2 separate regions of the Sus scrofa genome follow, and region 2 is linked to region 1. A link is a contact called in public HiChIP or PLAC-seq data. All regions are on one chromosome and are shown on one strand. The core of a region is the stretch at or near the end of the contact, and the rest is flanking DNA. Distances in the headings are between cores, read along the strand shown. Region 1 overlaps VAT1 (synaptic vesicle membrane protein VAT-1 homolog). Region 2 has its middle 9.3 kb from the start of HSD17B1.

The links. HiChIP or PLAC-seq counts read pairs in DNA pulled down with a chosen protein or histone mark.
Region 2: an H3K27ac HiChIP or PLAC-seq map of alveolar macrophages shows a contact between it and region 1. The contact joins two enhancer-like sites. A contact is called at or near these places in 1 of 5 promoter capture datasets (fetal liver) and 1 of 2 datasets of contacts at active chromatin or transcription factors (alveolar macrophages).

The regions. Positions count from the first base shown.
Region 1 is chr12:19,876,563-19,882,805 of Sscrofa11.1, reverse strand. VAT1 (synaptic vesicle membrane protein VAT-1 homolog) reads right to left here. Exons shown (of 6, transcript XM_005656949.3): 5 at 5,254-5,495; 6 at 3,571-5,079. The coding sequence ends at 4,996. IFI35 (interferon-induced 35 kDa protein) reads left to right here. Exons shown (of 7, transcript XM_003358024.3): 2 at 856-963; 3 at 2,029-2,176; 4 at 2,247-2,353; 5 at 2,456-2,642; 6 at 2,738-2,844; 7 at 3,063-3,420. The coding sequence ends at 3,254. Among named protein-coding and RNA genes, the nearest start is that of VAT1, 8.1 kb to the right of the region's middle. Within about 2 kb of position 3,280, at least 20 of the 83 cell types and tissues checked have an H3K27ac peak or open chromatin away from gene starts, as enhancers often do. A contact at or near this core is called in alveolar macrophages, where this site is marked.
Region 2 is chr12:20,277,504-20,283,746 of Sscrofa11.1, reverse strand. No RefSeq gene overlaps it. Among named protein-coding and RNA genes, the nearest start is that of HSD17B1, 9.3 kb to the right of the region's middle. Within about 2 kb of position 4,001, at least 71 of the 83 cell types and tissues checked have an H3K27ac peak or open chromatin away from gene starts, as enhancers often do. A contact at or near this core is called in alveolar macrophages, where this site is marked.

The sequences.
Region 1 (6,243 bases), core at 2,031-4,530:
GGCCCAGGAACGTTCATATCCTGTGGGCACGGCCTAAATAAATAATAAACAAATACATGCGGGTTTAGCACAGTGCCTGACATACAGTAAATGACTAATAAATGTTAGCTGATAGTCTTTTTTGTTTTTTCTCTTTTCTCTTTTTCTTTTTAGGGCCGTACCTGCAGCATATGAAAGTTCCCAGGCTAGGGGTCGACTCAGAGCTACAGCTGCTGGCCTACACCACAGCCGCAGCAATGCCAGATCTGAGCCAAGTTTGTGACATGCACCACAGGGCACAGCAACACCAGATCCTTAACCCACTGAGCGAGGCCAGCTATCGAATCTGTGTCCTTGTGAATCCTAGTCAGGTTTGTAACCTGCTGAGCCACAACGGGAACTCCAGCTGATAGTCTTATGATGTCTTGCAACTTAACTCCTCCTCAAGGCCTCCCTAACTGTGTTAACCCTTTGGGACTGTCCCTCCTCTAAACTCCTGCTGTCCTCTGCCATCAGTTACATGATTGTGCACTGTCCTGAATTGGCTTAGACAGATCTAAGGGCTGGACCCTTGTCTTCCACTGCCCTGCGGCATGTCCACTACCTCGTTGCAGGAGCTCCGACAGTGTCTGTTAACCTCTAGATCTCCAGGAATGACTTGGCTGCTGCAAAGGGCTCCTGCCCTTCACAGCAACTGAGATGAGGGCAGTCAAGCTGGGCAAGGATGAGCCCAGGGCAGGATAAAGGGATTGTGTTGTTCTTGGGCTGAGCATCAACACTGTTCCTGGAGAGTCTGAAAGAGGAGCCCCCTTCCTCTGGCTCATTCATTCTCTGGAAAGCAGATGGATGTCTGGTTGTTCCCTTCTGCTCCAACAGGCCCTCCATGCCCTTCAGAAGAAACAGGCCCAACTAAAGATGAGGCTGTGGGAGCTGCAGCAGCTGAAAATGAAGCTCAGGGACAGAGAAAGCTTCCCACCAGACAAGGTAAGCTGGGAGGGCCTGTGGCCTGGTAGAAAGAGTTGGGCAGTCCTAGTTTCACTCTGCCATTTCCTTGCTGTGGGACCTCAAATGTGTTACTTGAACTCTCTGAACCTGTTTGCTTCTCTGCAAAGTAGACCTACCTACCTACCTCACAAGCTTGTGTGAGTACAAACTAAGTTTTTTGTTTTTGTTTTTGTTTTTTTTTTTGCTTTTTAGGGCCACACCTATGGCATATGGAGGTTCCCAGGCCAGGGGACTAATCAGAGCTACAGCTGCTGGCCTGCGCCAGAGTCACAGCAACTCGGAATTCTAGCCATGTCTGTGACCTGCACCACAGCTCATGGCAATGCTGGATCCTTAACCCATTGAGCAAGGCTAGGGATCAAACCCGCAACCTCATGGTTCCCAGTCGGGTTCGTCAACCACTGAGCCATGACAAGACCTCCAAGTTTTTGTTTTGTTTCGTTTTTTTTTTTTTTTTTTTTTTTTTGTCTTTTTGCCATTTCTTGGGCCGCTCCCACGGCACATGGAGGTTCCCAGGCTAGGGGTCAAATCAGAGCTGTAGCCGCCAGCCTATGCCAGAGCCACAGCAACGCAGGATCCGAGCCACGTCTGCAACCTACATCACAGCTCACGGCAACACCGGATCGTTAACCCACTGAGCAAGGCCAGGGATCGAACCCGAAACCTCATGGTTCCTAGTTGGATTCATTAACCACTGCGCCAAGACGAGAACTCCTTGTTTTTTTAATGTAGAGAATTACCTGGTGGTCTAGAAGTTAAGGATCTGGAGTTGTCACTTTGACTCTGGTTACAGCAGTGACGCAGGTTCGATCCCTGGCCTAAGAACTTACACATACTGTGGGCAACCCCCCCCCCAAAAAAAAAGATTTTGTATGGCAAGTGCCAGCACCTGCTTGATCTGCATTCATTCACTTATTTATCCAGCTCTCCTTTCAGTAATGTGTTCCTTCCTGGCTCTCAGCATCAGTCACATGAAGGGGTGCTTTCCTCCTGGGAACCTCCCAACCCTGAGGTCTCCATCAACCTCTCCTCCCCCACATCCAGGTCCCATTCCCAATGCCTGAGGTCCCCCTGGTATTCCGAGGACACATTCAGCAGGGCAGGGAAATGGCCAAGTCTGTGGTCTCCAACCTGCAGATCTGTTACCCTCTGCCTGGAGGCTCTGCTCTGGTCACCTTTGATGACCCCAATGGTGAGCTTGGGGAAACCTTGAGAGGGAGGCTGGGAGGTTTCCTAGTACTGACCCTGTTCCCCTGACCCAGTGGCCAAGCAAGTGCTGCAGCAAAAGGAGCATACGATCGATATGGAAGAGTTCCGGCTGCGGGTGCAGGTCCAGCCCTTGGAGCTGCCCATGCTGACCACCATCCAGGTGACAAAATGGCAGGGTCCTGGCACATGCAGGGGGCCCCAGACACCTGGGCACAAGAGAATGGGGCTGTGCTTGGAACCGCTCCCTCCTGTCTCCTGCTAGGTGGCCAGCCAGATGAGTGATAAGAAAGTGTTCGTCAGTGGGATTCCTGCTGGGCTCAAGCTGAGTGAAGAGGAGCTGCTGGACAAGCTGGAGATCTTCTTTGGCAAGACCAAGAACGGGGGTGGTGATGTGGAGACACGGGAACTGCTACAAGGGGGTGTTGTGCTGGGCTTCACTAAGGATGAAGGTAAGGGCCTTATGGGTGAGAGGAGAGCAGAGGCATCAGGCCATGGGAACGGAGAGCCCCTAATGCTGAAGGTCCCCCGCTCCCTGTCCCTGCAGTGGCCCAGCAGCTGTGCCAGAAGGGTCAGTTCTCAGTGCCACTGGGTAAGCAGCAGTTCCCTCTGACAGTCTCTCCCTACGTGAGCGGGGAGATCCAGAAGGCCGAGGTAAGTGGGAGGGTGGAGAATGGGGTCTGGTGACTTGTCCGTCGGCCAGAACCCTGCCCACAGTCCTCAAACCCCACTGACCTACCCTCTGCCGACCTCTCTCGGCCTCCTGCCCGCTCCTGTACCCCCATGGTCACCACCGCTCTTTCCACCTCCCCACCCCTTCAACTCCGTCCAACTTGCATGAGCCTTGGCCCATCTCCCGGCTCCTTTTCCAGGTCAGGTCCCAGCCTGTGCCCCAGTCGGTGCTGGTGCTCAACATTCCTGACGTCCTGGACGGCCCGGAGCTGCAGGACGTCTTGGAGATCCACTTCCAGAAGCCTACCCGTGGGGGTGGGGAGGTGGAAGCCGTGACAGTTGTGCCCCCAGGACAGCGGGGCCTGGCAGTCTTCACTGCCAAGTCGGTCTAGGAGCCTGTTCCGCTCGTCACCCCCACTCCTCTGCCAAGGTTCTCAAACCGGATGGGTTGGGGGCAGGGCTCTGAGAGAGGGATGGCACTGGTCACCACTGGCAGGGAGTAGGAGTTGTGAAACGCCGCCTAAGAGCAAGAAAACTGCCTGAGAAGGCTTCCTGGCATGATCGTCTTCCTCATTTCGTTTCATGAAAGGAAACTTGATCAGGGCATGGAAGGAGGCTGGCAGGAGGGAGGAACCCCAGCTTTCCACCATCAGCACTAGCCTCGTACCACCTAAGCCTCCCCTCCACTATCACAGGCAACATCCAGGACCCAGGGTTTGGCTTTTTATTGACACAAACACAAAGGCAGCTTCGGTAATGGGGGTGGGTACACAAAAGCCGAAACTCGAACTTCACACGTTTAGGCCTCATTCAGACGATGATGGGCGGGGCCCCTCTCCTCCCTCCCATTGGCAATGGCTCGGGCACTAACCCTCCCTAATTCCAGATCCAAGAGCTGAGGGACTCAGGCCCCTACCCCCTGGAAGTCTCCACTTTGGTTCCAGTGGCCCAGGTCCTAAACCCCTGTTTTGATCCCCTGTTCCATCTCCCCACCCATGTAAACAAAGTTTGGGGCTGAGTTTGAAAAGCTGCCTCCCTGCTCTGAGAAGGCAGTGGGCCTCCCTTGACTACATGGGGAATGTGCTTTGATTTTTACTTTGGTCCCAGAATAAGAGACAGATGGCATTGCCTCTCAGAGCTCTGGCTGGTAAATGCCACACTTAGCTGCAAGGCTGAGAAAGCTTCCCCGCCTCTTTCTCCTCAACCACCACAGAGAAACGACAGCCCCAGAGACAGGACACGGCACGGGCCCACCGGCACACACGCAGATTTTTGGCAGTGTTGTGGGACTGGGGAGCAGCAAAACCCCAGCTCCAGCAGAACAAGGAAGGCACTGGGGAGGACAGGGGAACGGGGGTGTGAGACAGGGAGCCCCACATACCCTAGCAAGGTTTCCGCTGCTAAGGCACTGAGAACAAATCCAGAGAACTCAGTGAAGGGTGAGGGGGCTCCATGTCCCTCCCACAGAGCGGTGACCTAGGGGAGCAGAGCTGACTTCCACCCCTGCTGGAAGAGGTACCCCTGGTTGAGAGCGGCAGGACATCTGGAGGTGGGAGAAGCCCGATTGTGCTCAAGAAGTTGGAGACACGAGGACGAGGCCATGGGACAAGGTGGGCGCTGGCTGGCCCAAGTCGAAGGGACACTAGGGGCGACAGAGGGACATGCTGGATTCACACAGACTGGCCCCATATCCTGAGCTGACATTTCGATTCTTTGGGGAGGTGTGGGGCAGGGGCAGGAGGGGAGATGAGGCGGAGACGGAAGCACACCGGAACTGGACGGGAAGGGATTGGCTAACCTTGGCACAAAAGCAGCACAGCAGGCCCGGGGGGAAAGGGTGGGAGCAGGAAGCGGCCAGCCTCCCTCTGACCCTCCCTGTCCCCTTGGAAGGGCCCAGACATCCAAGTGGTCACTTCCCAACCCCTTTGGAGGGCAGGAAGGGGGGAGGGGGAGGCCCTGACTAAAGAGAGAGAACAGGTTGGGGGTTGGGGGGCTGTCATCACCACGGAGACCTTTGGGGAAGAGAGGGCAGCGCATTGTGATGGAGGATGAACCGCGAGGATCTGGTGGCCAACAGCACATGGCTTCCCAGCTTCTCTCTTCCCGGGCCCCAGGGGTCTCCCAGCCCCCAGCCTAGTTCTCCTTCTCCGGTCCAGGCACTAGGAGGACTTTGCCTATGTTCTTCTTCTCCTGCATCTGCCTCATGGCATCCGCCACCTGGGGAGGAAGACGAGAATCTGCTCCCGGCACCATTTGGCCCCTCTGGGGAGCCAGCCTAAAGGACCCAGCCCTCCTCTTCCCAGGAATCCGCACCCCCCCCCCCCGCCACCCCCCGGGATCCCAGCCTTCATGGGTCTACCCAGGCCCTTCCTGCAGAGGCATCACACTCACCTTCTCAAAGGGCCACACGGAGTCGATACGGGGTTTGATGTGGCCCTGGTTGTACAGAGCCACGAGGCGGGCCACCACACCACTGACCAGCTCCACCTCGCCGTCCAGGTAGCCCAGGTGGAAGCCGCACACAGCTCGGTTGGCCGGCAGCAGCTGCAGAGCCGACACGCTGAACTGATTCCACCACGTGCGCGCCAGGGCCATCAGGTTCCGCTTGGGACCTGTCAGCAAGTTGGCCATTCCTGAAGGATGAGGAGACACAGCCTGTGAATCCAGGTGCCAGATACACACCTGCATGTCTGGATCCATGCACATCTGCCTTCTGTAGGCCTCTTACAATTACCCATACTGGCGCTGGGGAGTTACAGGAGAACCTCCCACCTGCTGGCCTGGATGGATTCTAGCTGACTTAAAAATTGCTCTAATCTTTATTTATTTGTTTATTTTTGGTGGGAAGTAGTTTGTTTGTTTTTTGCTTTTTAGGGCCACACTCGCGGCTTGTGGAGGTTCCCAGGCTAGGGGTCGAATCGGAGCTACACCTGCTGGTTTACACCACAGCCACAGCAACGCAGGATCCGAGCCACGTCTACGACCTATACCACAGCTCACGGCAATGCCAGATGCTTAACCCACTGAGGGAGGCCATGGATTGAACTCATAACCTCATGGTTCCTAGTCAGATTCATTTTCGCTGCACCACAATGGGAACTCTGGGAAGTAGTTTTTTATTTTTATTTTTTTATTTTATTATTTTGATTTTTAGGGCCACACCCATGGCATACAGAAGTTCCCAGACTCAGCATCAAATCAGAGCTGCAGCTGGGGACCTATGCCACAGCAACTCCAGATTCGAGCCATGTATGAGACCTACACCACAGCTCATGGAAATGCTGGATTCTTAACCCACTTAGCAAGGCCAGGGATCGAACCTGCATCCTCGTGGATACTAGTCGGGTTTGTAACCCACTGAACCACAAGAGGAACTCTGGG
Region 2 (6,243 bases), core at 2,752-5,251, 400 kb before region 1:
AGACCACAACTGCAGCTTCGCTTCAACCCCTAGCCTGGGAACTTCCATATGCCGCAAGTACAGCCATAAAAAGAAAATTTAAAAAAAGGATGATGTACTGATAGATGCTACAACATGAATGGAACTCAGAAACACCATGCTAAGATGTTAGACACAGGACCACATAATGTATGATTCCGTTTATGTGAAATATCTACAATGGGCAAATCTATAGAGACAGAATGTAGTTGGGTTTTTGCTTAGGACCTGCTGCTAGATGGTGCTGGGGACTGGATGATGAAATGCAAAATTAGATTATGGTGATGGTTGCACAACTCTATGGATATACTTAAAACTACTGAGTTGTACGCTTTAAATTGGTACACTTTCTGGTAAGATTAATGAAATGGGGCGGGGGAGGGAGGCCTAGGACTTCCCCAGGAAGAAATTCCTCCCTGGCCTGGCTGGAAAGACCTGGGCCAGTGGGTCATTAGCTAAGCGGAGCTCCCAGGATCTAAGTGGCCTGGGGCTGCTTCCAGCCCAACCAGCTGAAGATGGGACCGACTAGGAACTGAGCCAGCAAGGGTGTGGGAAGTCCTGGGAGCCCTGGGGTGAGGGGTGAGGAACAGGATGGCTCCACTGCTCCTGTTTTTAAGGGACATGGCCTTTACTCTGATCCCCTTCTTGTAGAATTCCTGGACCCCGATATCTGCTAAGTGAGTCTCTGCCCTGCCCAGTGAGTGCTTCTCATCTTGAAGTCCTAGAACCAGATTGGAGAGGGTGGCTTGCTCAGTGCTATAAAGATGGGGGAGGAGTTCCTTCAGTGGTGCAACGGGATGGGTGGATCTTGGGAGCATTAGGATGCAGGTTCGATCCCTGGCCCAGCACAGTGGGGTTAAGGATCCGGCATTGCCAAAGCTTCAGCTTAGGACCTGATCCCTGGCCTGGGAACTCCATATGCCACAGGGCAGCCAGAAAAGAGAAAAGGTGGTGGGGGGGAACAGTTCCATCACCACCTTCAGGACACCCCCTCTCCCTCTCCCTCTCTCCCTCTCACTGGGGATCTGGGAGAGGCTGCACCCCTTTCGCCCCAGGAGCCCTGGTTGGAAAGGGCACTGAAGGTCCCTCAGACCTGAGATGACCGCTCCAGCCTACCTGAGGTGAGGCCCAGGCATGGGCTGCTCCCTGGTGGCCAGACAGGGAAGGACTCAATCCTCCTCACAGGTAAACTGGGTGGGATCCTAGTGGAGCTGTGACAAGCAGTCAGCTGGATTGGCGACACAGAGGGACAAGTGATCTGGAGGTATTCTGGGATGCAGAGGCAGAGGGTCAGCTGGCAGGAATGAAAGAGGAAATGAGATAGGAGCAGAAAGCCTGGCCAACTTATTTCACACACACCAATGGAAAAAAAATAATTAAATGTGTCACATGGTAAAAAGATCAAATAGTACAAAAGGCCCAAAAGTGGAGTTCCCACTATGGCACAGTGGGTTAAGGATCCAGCATTGCTGAAGCTGTGATGTAGATCACAGATGTGGCTCAGATTCAGTCCCTGACTCCAGAACTTCCACATGTCACAGAGACAGCCAAAAAAGGAAAGGCCCAAGAGTAAGTCTTCCACTTCGGGCTCCCAGTACCCCACCAGAGGCAAGCACTATTTTTATATAGCCTTTTTTTTTTTTTTTTTTTTTTTTGTCTTTTTAGGGTCGTACCCACAACATATGGAAATTCCCAGGCTAGGGGTTGAATCGGAGCTGCAGCTGCCAGCCTACACCACAGCCACAGCAACTCGGGATCTGAGCTGCGTCAGCGACCTACACCACAGCTCACGGTAATGCCAGATCCACGACCCATGGAGTGAGGCCAGGGATGAAACTCGAATCCTTGTGGATACCAGTCAGATTCGTTTCCGCTGTGCCACAGTGGGAACTCCCAGATGCTTGATGGTTCATCCCATCTACGCACCTTAATTTCTTCAACCAGCCGCCTATCATCCTCAGAGCTCCCAGCTTGATGGAGAAGATGAGAAAGACAGTGTGACACACCCAGAATAAGCAATGACCCTTCTGCTCCATTCATGAGCTCAGGCTGTGAAATGTGCTACCAATGCCCCCCAACCTGCTGCTCCTGCTAGCAACTGTCCACCATTCTGGATGGACCCAGACCCCACAGAGAGGGACCCTGAGCCTGACAGTGGAACTGCAGCCCAATTCCCCTGACCCATGTGTTCCCTAAGATCCAAAGTGCTTCCAAAACAGGTCCTGGGAGGAGAGTCTGACAAACCCCACCTGGAGCAAGGGGTGTTTGAAGAGGGGTGTTTGAGGAAGTGGAGAGGGGCCGGGGGGCTATAGGCTATAGCTCCATGAGGGCCCAACTCTCTGGGCAGGTCTTGGAGCTGCTCCTGGGAAAGGCTGAGAACCTTTTGCTATTAGCAACTGAGTGGAACAGGGGCTGCACCTTCCGCACTAGCTGCTTGCTGAGCTGGGAACAAGGCAGTGGGGTACTGCGCAGCTTGAATATGCAGCTAGGGGCAGGGGAGCAGAGAGGCAGGGCAAGTTCAGTGGACTCACATGTTCCCTTTCAGTCCAGGCTCTGGATTTTCTGGATTGGCAACCCTGACCCTCTCCCTGTCTCTAAGCAGCTGTACTTGGGCCTGACAATCTGGAAAAATTTACACCTGCCTCCAAAAGGACTCAGAATCCTTTTAGAAATTACAGTCTTGGAATCCCTTGGTGGTTCAGTGGGTTAAGGATTTAGTGTTGTCACTTCTGCAATGCAGGTTCAATCCCTGGCCCTGGAAATTCCGTATGCTTCAGGTGCAACCAAAAAAAGAAAGAAAGGAAGGAAGGAAGGAAGAAAGAAAGAAAATGTAGTCTTTCTAAGGGCCCAACACTCCTAGCCCCTATACAGCCCCAGTCAACCTCTCCCCACCGGGAGGCAGCCTAAAAACTTGCATTTCTTAGGGGATAGTGGCAAGAACACTGATCTGTGAGTGTTCTGGATCTAGTCCCAGACCTGCTGTTCTACTGGCCATTGATCTTCTCAGAGTCACTTCCTTTCTCTGACCCTCAGTTTCCCAATATGTATTGATTTTTTTTTTCATCAGCACCTGAGGCATATGAAAGTTCCCAGGCCAGCTGCCGCATTGTCAGATCCTTGACCCCTGTGTCAGGCCAGGGAGCCTTCAGGTACGGCCACAGAGACAAGATGGATCATTAACCCACTACGCCACAGTGGGAACTCCTCCAGTATGTAAAATGAAGATAATTTCCGTCCTGTTCAGCAGCTGCTACCCCTTAAGGATCAAATGAGAACCCTTCACACACCCACCAGGCCCTGCCCCATGGCCAGTCCAGGCTCACATGGCTCATCCATCCTCCAACTTCCTGATCTTTTAGTTCCTCAAATTTGCCCAGCTCTTTCCTTACCCTTCCTGCGTCTCCACAAATGCATTTCTTCTATGTGGAGTGCACTTCCCCTCTCTCTTCTCCTAGTCAATCCCAGTTTTATTCAGATTAAACATCACCTCCTTTCCCAAGCTTTTGTCTGGGTACCCTGCACAGCATCACAACTACAGTGGATCCTTGCCCACACGGGTTTGAACGGCCCACATCTACTTATACACGATTTTTTCCCCCATAAGTACCTGCTACAGTACTACATAATCCGAGGTTGGTTGAATTCGCAGATGTGGAACAGTGGATACAGGAGGGCTGACTGTAAAGTTATATTTTGACTGCCAGGGGGTCATTGTTCCTAATACCAGCGCAAGGTTCAATAGTCAACTGGATAACATAAATATTTATTTATATAAGTACTTGGTTTCTAGGTCTCCTCGGTAGAAGGGTGGCAGTGCCTAGTACAAAATCAACTCCAAATATTTATTAGATAAGATGGAGGAAGGAAAGTGATTTGCATGTGAAAGCGCGTTGTGCTTGAAGGCGCTAGAGGACTGAGAGTCACATCCGGCCCTGATCTTTTGAAGTCACTGGGGTCACGCGCTCTTGCACCACGTGTGGTCAGAAAACACGCTCACGAACTGGCGAGGGACCCGGAAGCTGGTCTCCCAGCCGCCAGCGGGTACTTTGCCTTAGGTTCCACGTGACCTGAGGACCGCAGCTGATTGGACGGGGTCTCGTTCGTCCCGAGTTCCCACTGGTTCCCGCCGCCTGGCTGAGACCACTGGACCATGGAGGCGGTAGTGGTGGCCGCGGCTCTGGGGCTCTTGCTCCTGGCAGCTGCGGGGAGCTCGGCCGGGGATGAGGCCCGGGAGGCGGCGGCCGTGCGGGAGTTGCTGGCCCGGCTGCTGGGGCCTGGGCCGGCAGCCTCCTTTTCGGTGTCGGTGGAGCGCGCCCTGGCGGCCGAGTCCGGCCTGGACACCTACCGCCTGAGCGGCGGTGGCCCCGGGGCTCAGGTGCGGGTGATCGGCTCCACAGGCGTGGCCGCCGCCGCGGGGCTGCACCGCTACCTGCGTGACTTCTGCGGTTGTCACGTGGCCTGGTCCGGCTCTCAGCTGCGCTTGCCGCAGCCGCTGCCCGCGGTGCCGGAGGAGCTGACAGAGGCCACGCCTAACAGGTACAGCAGCCTTCCCGCAGCTCCCCAGCAGCAGCTTGCAGCCTCCAGACCCCAGCACCAGGGCGCCAGCCAGAGCCAAAGTCCCCGCCTCGCCCCGTCCCTGCGCCAGGCAGCTGGGAAGCTCTGGCCTTTTGGTTGCAGGACTCTGGCTTCAGACCGCAGCTCTGATCCTAAAAGCTGTGTATCCTTGAGCAAGTCACTTAACCTCTCTGAGCCTCTGTCGGCTCATCTGAAAAATGGGCAAAATGGAAGTAATAACATCTCCCGTGCAGTTTCGTTTTGGTTGTGAGGATTTGCACTGTGGTGGGTGTAGAATTTGTTGTGCATAATTGGTGATAAGTAAATGCCATTCTTTTCCTACCCCACTCTCTCTTCCAAGATGTTTTGTGAGGAATGACACCTGGCCTCTGACGGGCCTCTGTTCTAACGCTTGCCCCACTGCACAGAGGTGATGTGTTCACACAGCTGTCTCCCCATTAAACTGTGGGGAGAAGGACCACCCTTTAAGGACAGGGGCCAGCTTTGCCATATGGCCCTTATACACTGTACACAGAGTAGGAATGAAAACGCAATGTGCTTTCCTAACTATCTGGGAGGTTAGAGGGCCCTGGAGGAGTTTTGGGCATATATGGGTAGGCACCTCAGAAGCTCAAGCATCCCAATTCTAGCTCTGCCTGGGATGGACCCGGGAGCGAAGCAGTTGAGAAGTCCTGTCTGGAGCCACTCCCCGCTGGGCTAGATCTGGGGTGCCCTGGGGGATGGTTCCAGGGCCAGGTTGCCCTCCATGCTCTTCCTGGGTGGTGGACCTTCAGGGGTGGGGGACATCCTCTCTTTGCCCCCATGGACACGGCCCAGCTCATGCCACTGCCTGCAGGTACCGCTATTACCAGAACGTGTGCACACAGAGTTACTCCTTCGTGTGGTGGGACTGGGCCCGCTGGGAGCAGGAGATTGACTGGATGGCGCTGAACGGCATCAACCTGGCACTGGCCTGGAGCGGCCAGGAAGCCATCTGGCAGCGGGTGCGTGCCCACCACATCCCAGGTGTCCCTGCCTCCCCAGCATCAGCGCAGTATCTGGCCCCGAGAACAAGGGCTCCAGAAGTGTTGGTGGCATGGATAATGGCTCCAGCCTCCCAGAAACCAAGGCTTCCACGGTTGAGGCAAACACATAGAAGTGCTTACTGAGCACTGGACCCCAGAACCCCACTGTAAAAACTCGAAGAAGCCAGCCTCCCCTCTCTTCCCACCCCCACGTCAGTCAGTCAGCTGCTTCTGTGGATTCTGTCTCATTAGCAGCTCTGAATCGGCCCTGTCCTCTCCATCCTTATCACGGCCCCGGTTCAGGCTCTCATCCCCTCCCCCTGGACCCCCACCTGAGCCTCTGAACAGTGTCAACCAAAAAATGATGCAGAAGACTGCAAATAAGAAGAGTTTATTTGGAGGTCTTTACTAACCACAATTTGGGAGACACAGGCTCAGGTAACCCTGAAAGGGTGTTCTGAGAAAGAGAAAGAGGGGTGTGTGTGTGGTTTTTTTTTTTTTTTTTTTTTTTGCCATGAGCTTGTTCAAAGTTGCCTGGTGAGAGTTGGGACTGACTCTGGCGTAAGCTGGAAAATATTTGTTTGCAAGGAATCACGAGTTGTTTCAGGGTTTGGGGTCCGATAAGTAGATAGCTATCACGAGTTCT